2 separate regions of the Gossypium arboreum genome follow, and region 1 is linked to region 2. Evidence: chromatin contacts called from public Hi-C data. All regions are on one chromosome and are shown on one strand. Each heading gives the region's core, a stretch centred on a gene start, on an enhancer-like site or on the middle of the called end of the contact. The rest is flanking DNA. Distances are from core to core; before and after follow the strand shown.

Region 1 (2,794 bases), core at 163-2,662, 370 kb after region 2:
AATTTACATTCAAACTCAAATATCTAAATTATTACAATAATTGAGGTTCCAACGAGTTTTGTCGATATCCTTAATCCAATTTATATAATTAAAAGATATAATGATTTTTTGACTCTCTAGTTTTCCAAAAAAATAATTTTGACCCTCTATTTATTTTTCGTCTTTTAGTCCTTAAATTTATATTTTTTATCAAATCACCCAAAAATAGGTGAAAAAGTTAATATTTGTTAACTTTGCTAATGTGGCATACACGTGGATTGCCACGTGGATAACATGCCAATATTTAATTAATTTTTTTAAAAATTAAAACATAAAAAGAATTATATTTTTTATATTTTTAACCATTTAATTTTAGAAATAATTTTTAAAATTTTTAAAATTTTTAAAAAATTAATTTAATGCTGACATGTCATCCACATGGCAATCTAGGTGTATGCTACGTTAACAAAGTTACAAATGTTAATTTTTCAATCTATTTTGAGATGACTTTATTTTAAAAAATAAATACAAATTTAAAAGCTAGAACAAGGGCATAACTAGGAAATTTGGCGAGGGCCTTAACCTCCTAAAATGAAAAATTTTCTACTAAGGCCCTATAAAATTTTAATTTAAATTAATAAAGGTAAAATTGTAATTTAGTTTCCTAAAATGATAACAATTTAATTTAATTTTTAAAATTATAAAAATATAAACTATTAAAATAATAAAATAATATTTTTATTATCGTAAAATTATAATTTAATTTTATCATTTTAAAATTTTCTAGCTTGGTCTAGAAAAGGTGAAAAGTTAAATAAAAGATAAAATGATAAAATGATAAAATGATTTTTTTTTTGTAATGTTAAAGGATGATTATGTGAATTAAAAAAAAATTACACCGATATAAAAATTTAATTCTCAAATATTCTAAATTTTAATTACTATCTTATCTATGCTGTTTCCTACGCAGTTCAAATTTATGGGGTATAGGTCGTTTTCTCTTCACAAATCTTAAGGAAGAAGTTGGCAGCAGTCCCCATAATGTATCCAAGATTCAAGGGTGGTCCACACAAGAATCAAAAGTGAATCAGAGCCACCAATTCCCAATCATATGATATCGGGCCAGACCCTAAATTCGGTTTCTACCGTTGATTTATGCTGAATCACCCGATATTACGGACCCTATGTGTCTTAAACCAACAGAAGGTGGCATTATCTGCCGTCCTACCGCCCCTCAAAACCATCCACCTGTCCCCCTGCCTGCCCCTTGCGTGGACGTCTAAGTAGCCTTAGAAACAAAACACTAAATCCTCTTATCCTATGTCTTAAGCCGAAAGGATCGGACACGTGAATGTTCCCTTATAAACACGTGCCTCTATCTCTTTCGCTATCCTATTTTTTAGTCCCTCACTCCAAAAAAACGCGTTCACGACACTTATTTAATCTAACCGTCCATTCTCACGTGAGTCCAGCAATCGTAGCCGTTGCCTCCTGGATCGCCCCTTCTTTAAATTTCGTTTCTATAAATACTTCATCTCACAACACCTTCAAGCCTCAGCTCACATTCAAAGTCGGAAACATCCCCAACTGAATAAATTTACGCAAAACAAAAAAGAAAAGGGTGTAAGATTCATTTCCTTTTTTCTTCTCATCTCTGACAGGTAATCGGAAAAGCCAAACAATTCGAATAAATAGAAAATGGCGTTGAATTTGGCGCATCAGATTGGATCTCTAGCCGGGACACAAATTGCAGCTGAAGTCACTACCGGAGAACAATCATCCTCAGCGACGGCTAATGTGTCGGGAGTTCGGAAAGTTCCATTGGCGAATCTCCGATGCAACGCCCCAGGAGAAGCTCTGTCCCCTCCAATGTTAACTCCACCGCTGACGCCGCGAAGCGCGGCAAACAGGTCGGCTATGATGAGTCCGTCGCTGCGTCCGGATCTGTCCGCCGCTTGCCAGGCCTACGGGACGTTATCACCGCTGGAGACGGCTGAGGAGTCATCGGCGTCGGTGGCGTGGAAGGAGGGAGGGAAGAAAGAGGAGAAGAAAGGGGTTCCGGTTTACGTGATGATGCCGTTGGATAGCGTGACGAACGGGAATACGGTGAATAGAAAGAAGGCGATGAATGCGAGTCTCCACGCGCTGAAAAGCGCGGGAGTGGAGGGGATAATGATTGACGTTTGGTGGGGGCTGGTGGAGAGGGAAGCGCCGGGTGCTTACAATTGGGGTGGCTACGCCGAGCTTCTCGAGATGGCTAAGAAGCATGGCCTTAAAGTCCAGGCTGTCATGTCATTCCATCAGTGTGGCGGCAACGTCGGTGACTCTTGCACGTTCGTATCTCCTCCTTACCTCTCTTTACTGTTTAACTTTTAAAATTTAAACCCTTCTTTTTCTTCAAGATCCCGTTACTCAGCTTATGAAAATTTTATTTAAAAAATAGTAATTTTAAATTAATTTTTGTGGGGATGGGATACCTTTTTGAAAATCAAGAAGAAAGAAAAGTTTACACGTTTGATTAATTATTGATTCCAAGTCAATCATTTGCTTTTTTTTGAATTTGAAAGAGACAATCAGATGAACCAACGTTTTTAAAAAAAAATTTAGATGAAGGGATAACGTAAGCTTTCATTGCATCTTTTTACAAAAGTGGGGTAAAAAGGGGACCGAAAGAAATTAAATTTGGAGATAGATATGGAAATAAATTTTCAGAACCTATTTTAAAAGTTCATGAATCAGAAAAATTTTTTTTTACGAAGGATAAGGACCCATTTTCACGGAGGGTACGGTGGTAGCTTTCATTTCTCTCCATCTC
Region 2 (2,847 bases), core at 289-2,788:
TCTATACATTTATGACCAAATATTGAGTAAAAACAATCAATGTCTATTTCTCATGTAAACCCATTTTTATTATACAACTTAAAGCCAATTAAAGGTAAATACAGCATTTACTTCATTTTGAAAATTTAATCCAGACAAACCTTAGTTCAGTTTTGATAAATATAGTGAGTTTTAAGTGAGATTTATTATTTATAATTTTATGTGACTATGTGTGGGTTTAATCTTAATTAATTTAATTTGTTGACTTTAAGTAGAATTTATCATTATAATAATTAATTAGGATTTACCTATTTATTTTATAAAGGAGGTCATGTTCGAGCATAAAGAAAAAGTTGTAAAAAGAAGATAGTTATAAAATTTATAATAAAAATTAAAAATATTGAATTGATGAATCAATTTGATTCAATCAAAATCAATTTACTTGAGGTGTTAGTTTTGAATGGTTACAACATATAATTATAATTATAACGTCTATTCATCTCACTTTTCTAGGTTAAATTATGTGTTATTTTTTTTATGAAAATTCTACTTATCAATCTATATATTTGAATTATTAAATGTTGAATTAAATTTTACAAAGTACAATTTGGACATAATTTAATTTATCTTAAATTAAAATAACTCAGGACAGACCTTTCGTAAATGGCGTCATTTAAGCCATACATAAATTTGTATAAAGCCCGCATATAATTTATGCAAGGCAAGATTTGAAATGGACACTCACGACATTTTAAGTCCATATATTTTCTGTACACATAATTGTTAATGTTACTAAAATATTTCCATTAAATTGAATCGTGTGATATTTTAAAATTAAAAAATTTACTTTGTAGTCATGTAATAAAAATAAAATTTAATAGAATAATTTTAACAATATTAACAATTAAATTTACATTTTAAACCTGAAAAGTAAAAGGAATTAATTCTTTAAAACAAAAATAGGGATGTAATTTTTCAAAATACTGTGAGTAGGATTTAGAGTATATTTTAAATTTATACTCAACTATATTCCTTTAAAGAAATCTAATATATTTTACCTTGAAATCATTACTTCTTTACTTTTTTTTTTTTTGTTTATTCAATGTTTTACTTTTACTATAAATATTTTTGGTTTATTTAATGGTTTACTTTTGACTATAAATATTTTTTTATTGGAATGGAAAGCATAAATATTTTTAATATGGTAAAATTGGTGATATGAGATTTGGATTAAACTGATTAATTGAATTGAAATTTTTGATTCAATAGATTTCAAATAATCAGAAAAAATTATTATGAAAAAACGAGTGACAAACCATATCAATATGGAACTTATTTTAAAATTTGTTTTGGGTATTTATTTTTTTGAGTTTAGCTAACTGGCACATATTTATTGTATAAATTCTAGAATTTTATTATTTTTATTTAAACATTATTAAATAAATTGAACCAATTTTAACTAATTCAGTCACCCAATCAAATTCTTACAAATAAATAAATAAATGAAGTAAAATGTGGTGAAAAAGTAGAATAAATATAGCATACTTTCAAGTTAAACCACAGCTCACATTCACAACGACAAAGACTTTGGAATGTCGACAATTAGACCAAAGACATCAGACATTAACTCCTACTTCCTTAACTCCCTAGTTTTATATGCCCTGACTCTTGTCTGCAGATTTACAGTTCCTTTTTTTATTTTTCTCTTTTTGGATTTCATATTTTTTTATAACATATATATTTCCAACAAACAGAAGAAAAGCCAGATTCTAAAGAGACATGATCATGTCTAGGGAAAAAAATGTTGTTTTTTTTAAGTAAAGAGAGTGGTGACCGGTGAGAGTGCTAGGCGCACTAGCAGACATATGGGTCCCATCATCATCACTTCCTCCACCACCTTCTCTAACCTACCTTCTCCCTTTTTGCCCTCCCCTATACCTCCCTCTTCTCCCAAAAAAAAAAAAAGAAAGCCCTTGTTTATTTTCCCCTCTCACTTGTAACACGTCTTGATCTTTGAATTTCTTTCCTTGTTTAGTGATGGAAGGTGAGTTAGTTTTACTTGGCGGTGGTGGTGGTGGTGGCGGCGGTGGTTCTTCTGGGGTTTCTACAAATGAATCAGCAGTGTTGTCTAAAGTGGAGGTTGTTTCTGAGGCATGTTCATATCCAGCTGAGAGTGAGTTGGAGTTAGGTCTGGGGCTGAGCCTTGGTGGTGCTACAGGGAAAACTAAGCCTGCCACTGCCACTTCTTCATGGGGTGAGTGTGGTAGAATCTTGACTGCAAAGGACTTCCCTTCTGTGGTTTCTCATAGAACCAAAAATGGCGGTCCTTCTGTTTCTGTTTCTGGGACCAAAAGAGCTGCTGAATCTGTCTCCCATGAGGGTGGATCCCCTACTGGTATCAGGTTTATTTCTTCAACACTTTATTAAACCTTCTTCTCTTCTGTGTTGTATTCAATTTATTCAATTTAATGCTTTATTAGTGGAAGCAGTCAAGTTGTGGGATGGCCACCCATAAGAGCTTATAGGATGAACAGCTTGGTGAACCAAGCAAAGTCTCAAAGAGCTGATGAAGGAGACAGTGGAATTGGTGAAAAAGATAAACCCAAAGATGCTTTGAAGAAGAAACTTAATTACAATGGTAACAAAATCAGTTCAACAACTACTGTTAATGAAAAAGGACATCTTGGGTTTGTTAAGGTGAATATGGATGGAATCCCAATAGGAAGGAAAGTTGATTTGAATGCTCATTCTTGCTATCAGAGTTTGGCTCAAGCACTTGAGGATATGTTCCTCAGATCTACTAACTCAGTTGGTAATTCCTCTTTACTTGTGTTCTACTCCTCCTCTGCTTTGTGTGGTGATGTTAAT

Evidence for each region. A called contact is a pair of places that touch in the nucleus more often than the background predicts.
Region 1: a contact with region 2 is called in a Hi-C map of leaf, with 2.6 times the contacts expected there. The contact joins the promoter of LOC108479687 here to the promoter of LOC108467921 in region 2. A contact is called at or near these places in 2 of 5 Hi-C or Micro-C datasets (both in leaf).

What each region holds. Positions count from the first base shown.
Region 1 is chr10:99,175,308-99,178,101 of ASM2569848v2, forward strand. It overlaps LOC108479687 (beta-amylase 1, chloroplastic-like), which reads left to right and starts at 1,413. Exons shown (of 4, transcript XM_017782420.2): 1 at 1,413-2,312. The coding sequence starts at 1,678.
Region 2 is chr10:98,804,935-98,807,781 of ASM2569848v2, forward strand. LOC108467921 (auxin-responsive protein IAA13) reads left to right here and starts at 1,539. Exons shown (of 5, transcript XM_017768741.2): 1 at 1,539-2,381; 2 at 2,469-2,791. The coding sequence starts at 2,017.